2 separate regions of the Danio rerio genome follow, and region 2 is linked to region 1. Evidence: chromatin contacts called from public Hi-C data. All regions are on one chromosome and are shown on one strand. The core of a region is the stretch at or near the end of the contact, and the rest is flanking DNA. Distances in the headings are between cores, read along the strand shown. Region 1 holds the start of capn15 (calpain 15). Region 2 holds the start of nubp2 (nucleotide binding protein 2 (MinD homolog, E. coli)).

Evidence for each region. Hi-C and Micro-C count contacts between places; a contact is called where the count stands out from the background.
Region 2: a Hi-C map of hematopoietic stem cells shows a contact between it and region 1, with 2.1 times the contacts expected there. The contact joins the promoter of nubp2 here to the promoter of capn15 in region 1. A contact is called at or near these places in 2 of 18 Hi-C or Micro-C datasets (hematopoietic stem cells and an unstated tissue).

The regions. Positions count from the first base shown.
Region 1 is chr24:42,723,859-42,728,897 of GRCz12tu, reverse strand. capn15 (calpain 15) reads right to left here and starts at 2,866. Exons shown (of 12, transcript XM_002663847.8): 1 at 2,644-2,866. The coding sequence starts at 2,738.
Region 2 is chr24:42,881,550-42,886,623 of GRCz12tu, reverse strand. It overlaps nubp2 (nucleotide binding protein 2 (MinD homolog, E. coli)), which reads left to right and starts at 2,032. Exons shown (of 6, transcript NM_001312901.1): 1 at 2,032-2,120. The coding sequence starts at 2,112. spsb3b (splA/ryanodine receptor domain and SOCS box containing 3b) reads right to left here and starts at 1,294. Exons shown (of 7, transcript XM_073941175.1): 1 at 1,148-1,294. LOC141380771 (a long non-coding RNA gene) reads right to left here. Exons shown (of 2, transcript XR_012399566.1): 2 at 4,991-5,074.

The DNA.
Region 1 (5,039 bases), core at 1,617-4,116:
ATGCCAAAACAAGCACAAGATATTTAACTAAAACATGTGACTGGCAACAGCAGATTCAGAAGAAAATGAGTCATTGTTCACTGTAAAGCCAATTTTGATGCCTTAAATATTTTCGTTGAAGCATATTAGCTTTTCTAGTCATCTCAACTTTCAAGAAATACTAAGTTAACTTTGTATACACCTACAAAAAGTCACTGAAACCTGATTAACTTATGAAATGAGGAAAGCAACATTGAAACTTTTGTCGTCATGACTATTTGTCATCGTTTTAACAGTGGAAACCCACACCTACTTAACCTTTACTCAATGAACTCCTATCATGAACTGATAAAAAGCTACATTTGCACCTTCCAGATTTGTATTCAGTTCTAGGAGTTCAACATTAAAACACTTTATACGAAAGTATATCTGATTAACACACACACACTCTTTCATTAACATCTGTTACACTCTAGATCCAGACTGCTGGATAAAGACAGACTGATTTACAAAATTAATGAGGTAAAGTTGGTTTTATATTCGCACATTCATTCAGTGACAACTTGTGACACGCTCCCTATAGTGTTTATCATGGTATTTTGAATATTCAGTCAGAAATTAGATGCAAGTATGACTTCGAAGCATCACTTTCACTATTAATTTAACTGCGAACACTTTGTACTTTGATAGTCATTAGCTGCTAATATGATTGCACAGAATTTCCAAAGAATATACAAGCAATTCCATGCAAATGTTAACCTTGCTATGAAAAAAAAATTAGGTTTTCGCCAAAATATGGAGACCCTTTCTGCGTTTTTTTGTGCAAGCAAGCATTTTACAGTGCTTTAAAGTTACTCAAATATCTCTGTTAATGTTTTCAAATAATTATATTTGGTTTACTAAAATCACACAAGTGCCAATTTAACATCTTTCACATTCATAGCAGAGAGATGTCACATCCATAACCATACTTTTCCCTCATAAATGCTAAAAATATCAAATAAAATCAATCGTTTTGGATCTATAGTGAGCAACTCTTATATTTTCGATTAGTGTTATTTGTTTTGGGTTGCGCAGTTTAATTCAGAGAATTTCTACAAAGTATGTGATCTACTGTAAACTCACATACTTTACTGGTCACATCCATAACACATGTTTATTCCCCTCATTTAAAATCTAAACAAAATGTTTACAGATGATTCCATAACTCTGTGGTTAGCTGTTTTGGAAAATATAAACAGATGTGTCAATATAATTTAACATACAGTTGAAGTCAGAATTTTATTTATTTATTTATTCTTTTTTTTATATATATTACCCAAATGATGTTTAACAGAGCAAGGACATTTTCACAGTATGTCTGATAATATTTTTTCTTCTGGAGAAAGTCTTATTTGATTTATTTCGGCTAGAATAAAAGCAGTTTTTAATTTTTTTAAAACTATTTTATGGTGAAAATTATTTGTAATTATAAAATTATTAGTCCCTTTAAGCTATTTATTTTTTGATTACAAAACAAACCACTGCCCGACAGGCAATAACTTGCCTAGTCAACCTAATTAACCTAGAAAATAACCTTTATATGTCACTTTAAGCTGCATAGCAGTGTCTTGAAAAATATCTAGTCAAATATTATTTACTGTCATCATGGAAAAAATAAAATCAATCAGTTATTATAGATGAGTTATTGAAACTATTATGTTTATTAAAGTGTTGAAAAAAATCTTCATTAAACAGAAATAGGGGGGGAAAGGGGGGCAAATATTTCTGACTTTAACTGTATACTTTCTCAGTGCATTTGAAGAGTTTACATGCGAAACCCTCAAAATACCATCTGAAATATTCCTCTAAAATGAGCATGTTTATCAGACTCCTATGTAAATGTTTAGTAATATCACTTTTATGGCAAAGAATAAGTCATTTTTCTTGTCTTTAAAGTGGTATATCTCAACATAAACAAAGGAATCTACAAAAAAATCATTTTTGATGGAGATTTCAGATGTCGTTTAGAGGTTTTTGCATCTGAACTCTTCATTTATGGTTTGAGATTTTAATGCAAATGTCACATCCATAACGCTGGAATTGCTCATACTCTTCTGACATTATATTATTAATGAGGAAGTCAGAATGTGTGGATATAAAACCAACTCAATTACAAACTTAACTATTCTACTAAAATTCTACTTTAATAATATTTGATCATCAACTGATGGAAAAAAACATCAACAAGTCAACCAGGCTGAATGAAGAATTAATGAAGAGTCTATTATTCATAAAGATGATCATTTTCGAAGTTATTCCTATAACAGATGTTGTTCATATACACAATAATACAGCTCCACAGTGTAATATTTTTGTTTGGAATATTTTAAACGCTGCTCATTATTAATGATAGCTGAACTCCAAATGTCAGACTTCACTTCCTACTTCAGAAGCATCACTGAAGCAGGGCTTTCAGAACGAGTTCTTTTCCCACAGAATGATACATTGTATCACTTCGCCGACGGCAAGGAAGTTGAAAAGATACAATGTAACATTTGATGAGGCTGAGCAATTAAAGAGACAGAAACACACACATTTACGTCAAATAACCCCCAGCGTGGCACGTGATGTGTGTTATGATATTATGATCTATTATATACGTGTTTAGAAAAGTGATCTTACTTGTGGAGCACGGGCAGACCTTTGGATGGACCGAGCTTCTCTTCTTCCTTGATTTGCCCTTTTAACTTTCCCTTCTGCGGTCCTGAATTAGCCATGTAAACGCAAAAGCCGTCATAAAAACGCGTTCTTACTCTCAACGAGCTTCTTTTTCCGCCGATCCATGCTCTTTTGTGGATGTGCTGATGTGTGATCTGGCTGGTTTGATCTACAGCTTTAATCTCGCAGGGTTCCTCATGCTCCTCTATGGAAATAATCACAAGAAACAGATCAGCGCGCAGTCGGCGTACATCCGCGGTCTGTCGTGGCGCTGCGCTGGTTTAATGGCGTAACTCGCGTTCAGAATGCGGATTTCTGAAACTCATTTCCCAAAATGCCTTGTGTGGACTGAACAGAAAGGTAAATTCTCATTGGACCGCAAATGTTACCGGCTTGATGGTGTTCCTGGAAAACGCATGGTTATTTGCCTACAGAGGGCGCTCTGCGGCCCAGAATCATCAATCCTCATTAAATCACATTCAAATCTCAGCACTGTTTTATTTTAACAGTGAGACTTTAAAAGTAATTGCAACCATTGATATTTAATTTAGAAAAACTTATAATTTGTCTAAGTTGTTTTTATAATTTTTTTATTAAAATTACCATTTTTAAAACGTATATTTTCACACAGTCAACGCAGTTAAACATGATTGGTATATCTTTATTTGCGCCTTGAAAAGTAACAGGTATCACGTGACAACGCCTTCTCCTTTTGAGGCGTCTGGACCAAGTTTTACACCCAAAGAACTTCACAGTATTAATACTTTAATTGTTTTTTTAAATCGTGACAGGATTTATTATAAATATTATAAATGCATATTATTCAAATATATATATATATATATATATATATATATATATATATATATATATATATATATATATATATAAATTTATTTATTTATTTTTATTTATTTATTTTTTTTATATCAATGTTTACAATCCGCTTAATAAGCTTTCATTCTATTTCTATGAAGTACAACAACTCCCAGATGTGGGTAAACCGAATAGGTTTAGTTTCGTTCAGCCTCAGGTGAGAAAACCGGATAATAATAAGCTAAATATCATTCCTTAATTTTTTTCAGCTTAGTCCCTTTATTAATCAGGGGTCACCACAGAGGAATGGACCACCAACTTATCTAGCATATGTTTAATTTACACAGGTATACCCTTCCACTCACAACCCAACATTCACAACCCATACACTCGTGCATTTACACACATGCACTACGGCCAATTTAGTTTCTTCAATTCCCCTATATCGCATGTGTTTGAACTGTGGGAGAAACAGGAGCACCCAGAGTAAACCCACGCCAACATGAGCAGAACATGCAAACTTTACTCAGAAATGCCAACTGACCCATGGCGCGACCCAGCGACCGTTCTTGCTGTGAGGGGACTTTGCTACTGATTACCCACTTGAATATTTAATGTAGAGATACATTTTTAATGTTTAAATGATCATCCTAAATGTGAAATCCTATTTGTTTCCATTTTTTAATTTAACAGTTTCATGAAACAAACGTGAAACCCGCAATTAAATGTGTAATCAGTCAAAAGTTTGGAAAAAGTCATATTTTGTGTTGATATATATGGCAACACAGTGGCGCAGTAGGTAGTGCTGTTGCCTCACAGCAAGAAGGTCGCTGGTTCGGGCCTCTGCTGGGTCAGTTGGCGGTAGCATGTTGTTCCTCCAGGTGCTCCGGTTTCCCCCACAGTCCAAAGACATGCGGTACAGGTGAATTATACAAGCTAAAAGTAGTGTATGAGTGTGACTGAATGTGTGTGGATGTTTCCCATGGATGGTTTGCGGCTAGAGGGGCATCTGCTGCGTAAAAATGTGCTGGATAAGTTGACGGTTCGTTCCGCTGTGGCGACCCCGGATTAATAAAGGGACTAAGCCGACAAGAAAATGAATGTGTTCATATTTATATTAATGACGTAAACATTTTGTTCGCTCTTGAGAACAAAATTCACATTGCGTTGTGAAAAATTCACTGCTGTAAACAAAATACCTTTCATTATTCTTTTATTAAAACAAAGTTCAAAATTACATTTATTTGACACGTGTGGTGGACATTATAGATATGCAAAGCCGTGAATATGATTTTGATTGTGAACAGCGACATCTAGTGTCTTAACGATAGAACTGTTGGAATAAGACTTAAAAACGTCCCAAGCGCTCCATCAAGTGGAAGATCTGAGAAAATGATCCTCCATTCACATTTGACGTTTCATGCTTCTATTAATAAAAGGGATAGTTAACCAATACTGAACATGCTGTCATCGTTTACCTACCCTTCACTTGTTTCATTATCAGTTTCATGAGCTTCTTTCCTCTGTTAAACACAGAAGATATT
Region 2 (5,074 bases), core at 783-3,282, 160 kb before region 1:
AGTTATTACCTTTATAAATATTTATTGATATTATTATTGATTATAGTCATTATATTGCACGGGTTTATATACTTTACAACTTCCTACCATAATCACTAGAGTTTTTCCTGTCGGCACCAAGAGTCACAAACTTTATCAAATATTAATTACATACAATTACACAGATACAATTTTTCCACAACTTTCTACATAGATAAAATATACTATCAATTCTAACTCTATTAATTACAATATTAATTACACTAGATCAAATATATCAGTAGTTAGGTTAGAGTTATGACATTTAATAATATGTATTATTATTATCATCATCATCCTGCACTGTAATAACATGCAACGACAGTCAAGACAATATAGCAATTGTAATATTGTATTTTACTGTAATATAAATAAAATTGTAACTTGTTTATATATATATATATATATATATATATATATATATATATATATACATATACATACATACACACACACACACACACACACACACACACATACATACATATATACATATATATATATATATATATATATATATATATATATATATATATATATATATATATGCTTTAATCTACTTTTAATAAGTAATAACCTATTTATATATTTTTATGTTGTTTTAACCTGTTTTAATAAGTTGATAACCTATTTATACATTTTTTGCTGCTTTAATCTATTTTAAATAAGTTGTTGACCTATATATATATATATATATATATATATATATATATATATATATATATATATATATATATATATATATATATATTTATGTTGCTTTAACCTGTTTTAATAAGTTAATAACCTATATATATATATATATTTTTATGTTGTTTTAATTTGTTTTAATAAGTTAATAGCCTGTTTATATATTGTTTATGTTGCTTTAAATTGTTTTAATAAGTTAATCAGGTTTCAACAACAACAAAAATGTAAGTTATACAAAGTTTAACTTGATATATTGAGTCAGTTTGATTAATGTAGGTTGAGATGACTAGAAAAGTTCATTTTATTCACCTAAAAAACTTAAGACGATAGTTTTTAACGTGTGCACTTTCAGAAATCACTACACGTCCAACCCAACACAACTTCTGCTAAAGTTTTATTACTTGCGACCCACAAAATGTAAACATAAAAGCTCTCATACCTTGAGAAGGTTTCGTAGAGTTTGTATCTTCTGCTTTAAACACACGTCTCCATCTGGAGCTGCTGTAAGTGATATAGCAGATGCCTGTTAGTGCGCTGACCTACATCTACACACACCAATAACACCAGCCATCAATCATACTATGGTAAAGGAGTAGTTCATGACTATCAATTAGGTCATTCGGCGTTGCTTGGTAACCTTCCTGTATCGTCTTGCGACAGTAAAATCTCATTGGTTGACGGAGTAGCGCCCGCCTATATTGTCTCGTTCTCAGCCAATCGGATTGCTTTATTGGACAAACGTCTTTCTACGTAGTTAATTTTCAATGTGCACAGTGTTCGCCATAGTAGTTACCTGACAGACGGGACAGGTCATTCTGTCTATCATCCTCATTAAAGGCCGCTTTAAGGATCAGCTCGGGCTGGCTTTCCGTCAACTTCACCTAAAACGACAAATTATATGACCTACAGACCAACATGCAGACATCAGTGACGCGGTGAACTCAAACGACTGAGCAACACAAACCTGTATTTGCATTATTATGCACTGCGGGCTGGTATTATACTATGAATATTCATGAGTAAGTTCAAGCATAAAAGGATAAATCCGTTTAAGCGCATCTGAAAATAATATTAATGCTATTTATTATTCTTTACTTTATGAATCTGTGTCACTAAAACACTTTTTTTTACGTTTGAATATTATTTAGTCTATAATTTGAACATGACAACAAGATAAATGCAACATGCTACCATCAGTACATATTATTACACGTAGAATAAAAGAATAACAACCAGATAAATAAAAATAAAATAAAAATGCCTTCGTTCAACACTTTAAACGTTAGTTTGGGCGTCATAAGTCGGCTCACTCCTGCATCCGATTGGATGAGCTTGATCTTTAGGCGGGACCAAAACACCTGACGTCAAAATGACGTTTAACTTGCGGAAGTAAAACAACATGGATGGCAGCGGTAAGTCTGATCACATCGATTAGCAGGACAAGTTTTTATGTAATACAACCGAATCACTTCACAGTTGCCCATTTAAGGTGTAGTAAAAGTGCAATAATACAAGCGATACGTTACTGAAATACATGTGAAGGCAAACACAGTGTCTTGACATGCAACTAAACATAGTAAAACTGTTGCGTAAATAAACCACATTGTCATATTTTAAGACATCGAGACTGTATTACAGTGTTTTGCTGGACATTTACCCGGATTATATCATTTGGAGCTATGCAACATTATTAATGCTACATCACTGTACCACTAGTGACTAAAGTACAACATTAGAGGTTAAAAACATTAACTTATAGACTATCTATGAATTTAACCGTATATTCTATGAATTTAACCAAAGACATTTGTCAAAAACATTTCTTAGAGTGTAGATTAAAGGGTTAAAATATTGTAATACAGTGTATGTATATATATATATATATATATATATATATATATATATATATATATATATATATATATATATAAATTATACTTTAAAGACACTTTCTTACAATCACTCCATATCTCTAAAAAACATTGTCTCATTTATGAAGTCTGCTTCACACAGGTGAGTGGGCTTGACAACCACCTGTAGAAACACTGGGGTAAAGTTGGTTTTGTAGTCACACATTTGGACTTCCTCCAAATATAATAATCCAAATATATACTCCAAGCATAATTTCAGAAAAGTATTATCTGCAAATTCTAAATAATGATTTCAAGAGTTCATACTTAACTGATAATTGATTATAAAGCTTGTTTGGCATGCTGTCCCGGGAGAGGGCCCTGAGCTCATAAGATCCTCGAGCCAGTGCTCCCTCCCATTGGCGAGAGGGGAGTTTGAGCTTAGGTAGATCTCGAGAACTCCCCTGCTGTAGTAGCTAATGAACAGATAGTGATTGCTCTTAAGAGATAAATACCTACTAGGAGCATGTTGGCGATTTAGATTAGTCAATTAACTTAAGTTGCATGATTTTGGACGGTGGGAGGAAACCAGGGGAACCCCGGGGAAACCCACGTGAGCACAGGGAGAACATGTAAATGTTAGCTGGCTTGGTAAGGACTAGAACCAGTGATGTTCTTGCTGTGAGGCAACAGTGCTAACCACTGGGCTACCGTGCCTCTCATCTAAATAAAACCAACTTTCCCTCAATTTCAGAAACACTCTTCTCTCTTTTAAAAACGTAACCCGCGCACTGTGTATATTGCCTTTTGTTAAATCGATGAATGCCTCTTCGATTGTAAGTCACTTTGGACAAAAGCATCTGTTAAATGGCTAAATGTAAACGTGAAGTAATGAAGAAGAGTAATGTTTAGTTTACCTCATATGTGTGTGTCAGGAAAGGGAAATCTGGATCAGGTGAAGCACGTGCTTCTGGTTCTGTCTGGTAAAGGTGGCGTAGGGAAAAGCACCATCACCACTGAACTCGCCCTCGCCTTCAGACATGCAGGAAAGAAGGTGATTATTCTGTTCTATTCTCATCTGTCCCGCTGCCTTGTCGCCACTTCAAGTTCTAATCAGTATCAAGCCTTTAACTTAATAAACAGTTTTGGTAAAATAAATCAATGGAGCACGACCATGCAACAGAACTCAGATAAGCTCGGAAGAAACAAAGCTTAAAAAAAATGAACTGGTTGCTTTCAGAGACAGGCTTCAGCCACTGTTTAAACTCGTCTTTCTCCAACTAGGAGTACGCAAACTTACATTTTCCCATTTTGCAGTCAGTTTCGCTCTATGATTTTGCTACATGTGGAGCACATCACACCACCTTCCCACGTTTGTGGCAAATTACGTGACATCTCCCTGATGAAGGAGCTTGGTCAGACGCGCCCCGGCCTGAACCACTCGCGTGGATCGAGGAACATAAATATATTTATGCTTTTTTTGGAGTCAAAAACTTTGAACAATGCTTGAACAAACTTTAAGACCTTGTAAAATCCGGATTAAAACTTTTAAGGGGCTTAATTTTCTCATAATTCATTGTTCAACTTGTAATACCTTTTAGGACCCTGCAGACACCCTGATTCTATTATGCACTATTATTTTTTGTTTCATGCTGCTCTATTCTGTACTCCTCTGTGTTCAATTCTCTTCTATTATGCTCTATTCTGTTCCAATATGCCATTGCATATTCTATTCAGCTCTGATGCATTCTGCTCTATTCTGTTCTATGGTGCTCTATTATATTTAGTTCTGTTCCATTCTGCTCTTTTTAATTCAGTTCCATTATGTTCTGTTCTATTCTGCTCCATTATGTACTACTCTGTTTCATTCAGATCTATTAAATTAGGTTCCATTATGCTCAAATATATTCTGCTCCAATATGCTATTTTCTATTCTACGGCTCCATTCTGCTCCATTCTATTCAGTTCCATTCTGCTCTATTCTCTTCTATTGTATACTGCTCCAATATGCTATTCTCTATTCCAGGGGTTCCAAAACTTTTCAGCCCGCGACCCCCAAAATAACAATGCCAGTGACTCGCGACCCCCAATATCCTCTGAGGTGGTTATAAATACAGAAACCTTGCATGCAATGACGCAGACACACAAATTAAATTCGTGTCAGTGCTTTAAATGTGCTAGAAAGTATAACCTGATGTTATAAAATCAAACTGCATCTGACGCTATTGCTGCCTTTAATATACTGTAATTACCCCAGGGGTTGCAATCCAATAGAACTAGTAACTATAAGCTACTATAGTAACTATATAGTATATAGTAACTATAAACTAAAACTACTATTTTTATTTTCAGTACAGTTATGGATAAATATGTTAATTCTTATGGTTTAATAAAAATAAATAGATTTTTGAAAAAATCACCAGGCGACCCCCCTTCATTGCCCCGCGACCCCTCGGGGGGTCCCGACCCCCACTTTGAGAACCACTGCTCAAACTTGTTCCTGGAGGTCCAGTGTC